Linked DNA regions of Canis lupus: region 2 is linked to region 1. The links are chromatin contacts, called in public Hi-C maps. All regions are on one chromosome and are shown on one strand. Each heading gives the region's core, a stretch centred on a gene start, on an enhancer-like site or on the middle of the called end of the contact. The rest is flanking DNA. Distances are from core to core; before and after follow the strand shown.

Evidence for each region. Hi-C and Micro-C count contacts between places; a contact is called where the count stands out from the background.
Region 2: a contact with region 1 is called in a Hi-C map of blood, with 2.1 times the contacts expected there. The contact joins the promoter of C6H16orf54 here to the enhancer-like site in region 1. A contact is called at or near these places in 2 of 9 Hi-C or Micro-C datasets (both in blood).

What each region holds. Positions count from the first base shown.
Region 1 is chr6:17,973,354-17,976,575 of UU_Cfam_GSD_1.0, forward strand. No RefSeq gene overlaps it. Among named protein-coding and RNA genes, the nearest start is that of ZG16, 30 kb to the right of the region's middle. Within about 2 kb of position 1,583, at least 6 of the 20 cell types and tissues checked have an H3K27ac peak or open chromatin away from gene starts, as enhancers often do. A contact at or near this core is called in blood, where this site is marked.
Region 2 is chr6:18,016,002-18,019,223 of UU_Cfam_GSD_1.0, forward strand. It overlaps C6H16orf54 (transmembrane protein C16orf54 homolog), which reads right to left and starts at 1,513. Exons shown (of 2, transcript XM_038539838.1): 1 at 1,344-1,513. KIF22 (kinesin-like protein KIF22) reads left to right here and starts at 1,658. Exons shown (of 14, transcript XM_038539841.1): 1 at 1,658-1,758. The coding sequence starts at 1,701.

The sequences.
Region 1 (3,222 bases), core at 333-2,832:
CCCTTCCCACCTCTGTCCCTTGGTCCATTTGGCCACCTATATCTCCTGCTTGGCCTCTTTACTCATGCAAATTCATGACCCCTGTATTTTCTTTTTTCCTGGTTTTATCCTGGGGACAAATGTTGTCTCTGTACCCAAGGACAGCTGTGGAGTGATTCTGAGATAATCTTCTAGTTAGTTAATTTGTTTCTTTCCCATTGTTACTATTACTTTGGAATAATGGCAGAGCATATAAATAAGAGAATCATATCTGCCACCGTTGGTGGTGGAAACTTGGGGATTTTCAGGTACGGGACAGCAGGTGAGGCCATGGGCATGAGTGAGATTGCTCAGGAGAAGCGTGGCAGGCAAGAACAAAAGCTGTCCAGGATGGACTGCTGAAGAAGGCAGACAAGAAAGAAGTCAGAGAGGATGGCCAGAGGGAGGGAAGGGATATCAGGTGTGTGTGGAATCACAGAAGCTAAGCGAAGAGAACATGTCAAGAAAAGAATCAAGGGATACCTGGGTGGCTCAGCAGTTGAGCATCTGCCTTTGGCTCAGGTCATGACCTGGAGTTCTGGGATCGAGTCCCACATCTGGCTCCCGCGGGGAGCCCACTTCTCCCTCTGCCTATGTCTGCCTCTCTTTCTCTGTGTCTCTCATGAATAAATAAATTAAAAATCTTAAGAAAAAAAGAGAAAAAAAATGTAGCCTACAGAGGTATCCTTTAAGTAAAATATGCAGGTCATGATTTTGGTGAAAGCAGTTTCTAAAAAAAAAAAAAAGAAAGAAAGAAAAAAAAGAAAGCAGTTTCTTCTGGAGTGCTGGAGGCATGCCAAAGCCTACAGCAGGTTTCAGCTGCTGGGGAGAGGAGGAAACCTAGACTGTTAAGACAGACAGCTCTTTCCAGAAGTTTGGCAGTGAAGGAGGTGCGAGGTCATGCGTGGTGAAGGATGGAGAATTGGTTGTCGGTTGGCTGGTTTTTTTAAGGTGGAAGAGATCTGATCTTGTTTATAGAGGAAATAGTCTGGGTTTTGTGATGTCGTGAACAGTGTAACCTAAAGAGCACATCCCCACCATAAAACAGGTAGAGATTAGGCATAAAATCAAGTAAACATCCCTCAAAATGCACAGCTGGGTTTCAAGATAGTAAGGGGAATCCCCACACACAAGGAGGAAATTGAAAACCAGAGCTCTGAGGCCGTAGATCTTGGCAACACAGGGGCTTTGGGCTTTACCTTCACTTAGAGATTGGAGATGAGGTCTTGCAGGGCCATTGAAAACGGAGACCCTAATATAAAGCTCAACCCCTTAAAGGGGGACCCTTAGTGAAGGAGTAGACTAGAAAAAAAGATCTTTCCATCGGCTCAGAGAGCACAAAAGAACCTTGCCTGCCTCGCCCTGAGATCTGATGGCAATAGAAAAGTCCTGAGAATTCATTGCAGAAGGCTTGCCCTCACTTGGATTTGGGTTCCAAGTTTACACCATCATGGAAGCCCAGATAAAATGAGCAAATAACATGGTTCAGGGTTTGTAATACCCTTGAAGCATCCTTGACAGGAGCAAACCAGAATCTCTCTAGAAAGACACCATCAAACTTAGTCACATGGTGTCCCCCTGCTGACTCTGAGTTCACAGCCCTGAATTAGAAACTTAAGAGGAAACCATCTGTCATGGACGAAAGTAAGCACCCCAGAACTCCAGACAACAGAATCATGGAGCAAAAGACCACACAGTAAGTATATTTTAAGCACCTGAAGAATTAAAAGAAGGACTCAGCATGAGAAAGTAATCAGAGGGTGTTAAAAAGGAGAGGCAGAGGTTTAAAACAAAGAGAAAGGAAAAGGGTAAAACTAATGCCACTGTTAATCCACCCACCTAGCCATCCGTTCCCCTTTCCTGTGGCCCCTTGTCTGGGTCTGAGAGTGTAAAGATGACTCTGGGGACAGCAGGCTGGACTCTAGGGCAGGAACATCACATTCGTCCATGCATGTGCACGCCCCTCTTTCCTTTCCCAGCATCTTTAAGAGGTCAAGCTAGAAAGTCCCCACAGGGCATCTTGTTCAACCTCTTTTTTTTTTTTTTTTTTTTTTTAAGATTTTATTTTATTCATGAAAGACACAGAGAGAGGTGGGGACACAGGCAGAGGGAGAAGCAGGATCCCTGCGGGGAGCCTGATGTGGGACTCATCCCAGGACCCTGGGATCATTACCCTCAAGGCAGATGCTCAACCACTGAGCCCCTAGATGCCCCTCTTGGTTAACTTTCAACTTTCTCGCAGAGAAAGAATGTGAGTCCTAGCAACATAAAAATCACTTTCCTGAAGTCTCCAAGTGTGTGGGCGGCGAGGCCAGCTGGAGAGCCAGGGCCTTGCCTCTGCTGATCACTTGACATGCGGGCGTCTGAGCTCTGAACACTGTACGCCTGTTGTGTTTCCCTGGCAGATTGTTTGCCCCTCATGTGCAGGGTCCCCACGACCCAGTCCTGCCAGCTGATGATGACAATGAGAAGCAACATGGTTTTCCAGCTCCTGAGTGACAGAGATGGGACCAGAGCCCTGATCTCTATCTTGTATCAGTTCTGTCCCGGTCTTCTGTCACCCTCCCCCAGCCCTGCCCCTGCCACTGGAGACGCTGAGCTCGTTGAGAGTTGAGAGCGAGGGCCTGATTCCTCCACCCGCAGGGCCTGGCTCAGAGGAATGCCCTGCTGGTACTTCCACTTCCTTCCTGCATCCAGGGGGTGAATGCTCCAAGGCCCTCCTGAGCAGGAAGGAAGAGCTGTGTCCAGCATTAACCGGGTGTGAACTTGGGAGGTTCCTGGCCATTCAGTAGCACAGGATGGCTGCTCCTCCCCACCCCCCAGGACTCTGAGTCTCTCTGTACTTCCGGGGGCGGGGGTGGGGGGTGGAGAGATGGCAGGATGGGACTAGGAAGTCTGACACTTTCCTTTTTTTTTTTTTTTTTTTTTAAATTTTTATTTATTTATGATAGGCACACAGTGAGAGAGAGAGAGGCAGAGACACAGGCAGAGGGAGAAGCAGGCTCCATGCACCGGGAGCCCGTCGTGGGATTCGATCCCGGGTCTCCAGGATCGCGCCCTGGGCCAAAGGCAGGCACCAAACCACTGCGCCACCCAGGGATCCCAGTCTGACACTTTCCTAACACTTACTGATCCACCGGTTCTCTTTTCTTTTAACAAAGAAAGAGCAGATCTTTGAGTAAATGAATGCCTCCAGCAGTGAAA
Region 2 (3,222 bases), core at 263-2,762, 43 kb after region 1:
TTTATAATGTTATTTACCTCATATGTAATAGGTTATTGTAATTTTTCAGGCAGGTTTTTAAATGGAGATATAATTCACACAACATAAAACTCACCATTTTTTAAAAGATTTTATTTACTTATTCATGAGAGACACAGAAAGAGAGGCAGAGACACAGGCAGAGGGAGAAGCAGGCTCCAGGCAGGGAGCCCGACGTGGGACTCGATCCCCGGTCTCCAATATCATGCCCCGGGCTGAAGGTGGCGCTAAACCGCTGAGCCACCCAGGCTGCCCCTCAAAAACTTTTTTTAAGATTTGTAAATTATTTAAGTAATCTCTACACCCAACATGAGGCTCAAATTTACAACTCCAAGATCAAGAGTCAAATGCTCTGCGGACTCAGCCAGCCAGGCGCCCCTGGGGCCTCACATTTTAAGAACGTAAAAGGACCTCAAGAGCAAAATTGTTCTCAGGAACAAAGGGTCTAACACTTTTTTTTTTTTAATTTTTATTTATTTATGATAGTCACAGAGAGAGAGAGAGGCGCAGAGACACAGGCAGAGGGAGAAGCAGGCTCCATGCACCGGGAGCCCGATGTGGGATTCGATCCCGGGTCTCCAGGATCGCGCCCTGGGCCAAAGGCAGGCGCCAAACCGCTGCGCCACCCAGGGATCCCTGTTTTGTTTTTTAACAGGATGGACATAATGTCTAAATCAGGGCCCTACCCCAGGAGCTCAAAGATGTGACATTAATCCCTGGTTAGGCTTCCAGAAGGGAAAGGTAACTAATTCACAAACAGGTGAACCACAGGACACTGGGGAGTGGAACCGTAGGTGAGGCTGACTAGGTAAAAGACTGAACATGCCTTTAACGTTCACTCCAATATGTTCTGAATTGCCAAGTAAGGAACATCGGAGCTGGTCTCCCGGGCTCAGATTTGACATAAGAGGACACGTAAGTCACCTGCACCTCACATAGTGGATTTGGGCTCAGCAGGAGGTGAGTGCACCGTGACTGCCTACAATCCGGGCAGCGCGGTCCAGACCTACAGGAGTGACCAGACGGTAAAGCACCGCTGACTGGCACTGAGTTCAAGTCTCGAAATCCACAAAGACGACCTCGCCAACCCCCACTCCCAAGGGCGCGAAGGCAAGAAACTGCAGAAAGTGAAGCTTAGAATAACTCGTTTTCTCGCAACGTCTTCCCGTTTCATAGAATCATCCCTTCTGCCACTATAATAGCTTAAGCTGTGTTCAATTCAGGGAAATTAGGGGCTAAATCGATGGAGTGCCTTCGATCCCTGCGTGGTTCGTACCCAAATCCGTGGTTGAGGGGGAAAAACGAGGCGAGAAGTCTGTACTTACGCAAATCTACTCTGGGACACCCGAAAGCCAGAAGGTACGGGGAGTCCGGTGCCCGGCCTCGCCCAGCAGCTCCTCCGACTGCTTCCGCTGCCGCCGCCGCCCCTGCCTCCCGCGCGGGAATTCGAGCGGGAGCCCGGCCGCTGCCGCCACCGCTGGCTGGCCAACCTGCGCGCATGCGTCCTCCGCCCCGGGGAGGTTTTTCTTGCAGGTCCCAGAGGCGAACCCTAGAGGGCGGGATGGTTGAGAGCTGCCGTCAGCGGCTTCCGGCGGCGAGCAGGCGTGATTGGTGGAACCCAGAACAGGGGGCGGGGCACCGGGAAATTCGAATAGGAGAGGCGGGCCAACGGAGGGAGTGGAATGGACGCGGGGGGCGCCGCGCCGCTCAGGCGACGCGAGATGGCGGCGGCGGTCTCAGGTACGCCACCCCGGCCTGGACGGGGTGCCAAAGTCTGGAGCCTGGTGTGGTAACGCCCGGAGTCTGGTCCGGCCTCTGTGGGTTGTCGCGGAGAGGCCGAAGTGGCGCGGGGAGGGGAAGGTGGGAGTGTGGGACTTCCGAGCGGGCCGGCCCCGCTCGCATTTTCCTGCTCACTGTTTCCAGCTCTCCGCGCGGGTCAGTGGGCCGTGTTAAGACCCGGTTCCGACACTAGAGCTTTGTTTGAGCCTAGCGCACTTGCCGCCCTTTGCGAGCCGCAGTTTTATTGTCGAATGGGGACAGCGACCCCATCTCGGGAGATGAGTGAGCGAAAAGTAGGTGACACTGAACCGTAAGGACCAAAAGAAAGAAGCTGGATGCACGTTTGACTGTGTTCTTGACGTGCTGTTTGAGTGAGAGGAGATCCCGGGGAGATGCAGGGAGGCCGAGGTTCAGACCGGCCGTAGCTGGGTGTAAGTTGACAGCCTTAGATGTGCTGAGGTCCCGGACCAGGGAAATAAAGGTCTAGCCGTGGAAGTCAGTGCCCTTTTAGGGTTGGAAAGGCTGTTGGGACATTCGGAATCTTGTAAGTGCGTATTTGTTTACAGATGTCTCTGCTCTCTCCCTGTACACTGAGTTCTGGCCAGTGATTATGGTGGGGACGGTAGTAATTGATTGAGTCCCCTGCTGTTTGTCAGGCCCTGGGAAAAACAGAGCTATTTAGCAGAATGTCAGGCACATGTTGAACGCTTGCTAGGTGCCAGGCATAGTTGTAAGCACTTTGTGGTGATGAATCATTTAATCGCCACACAATGCTACGAGATTGTTGGCTGTTGTCCTTGTTTTACAGATGAGGAAACTGAGGTGAAGATGGGTTAAATAGCTTGCTCAGAGTTAACACGACTAGTAAATATTGGGGTCTGAATTTGTGCTCAGGCAAGTCCTACTCTAGAGCCTCTGCTCTTTTTTTTTTTTTTTTTTGAGAGATTTTATTTATTTATTCATGAGAGACACAGGCGGAGGGAAAAGCGGGCTCCATGCAGGGAGCCCAATGTAGGAATCTATCCTGAAACTCTGGGATCACACTCTGAGCCACCCAGGCGTCCCTAGACTTGTATTATAAAAGCAGTTGTTTACGTATAACTCTTCTTTGCTTCTCCCCTAGACTGTGAGCTTTGGGACAGGAATGGCACGTGAACCACTTTTATGCTGAAAACAGGAAATAAACAAGCCAATGATTTATGTTAATTCATTCATCAAGTCTCAATTTGTTGAGCAGATACTTCTTGAGAGCTACTGTGTGCCTGGCACTGGGGGTATAGAGGTGACCAGAGTAAGACTTGTTTTCACTGAGTTCAGTTAGGTGGAGCAGACAGACAAGTCTGCAGCTACAGTGGAGTATGATGAGCACTTGGATGGAGACAGCCAGATAGCCATGGGTATACTGTAGTGGGGCAGTAATTTTAC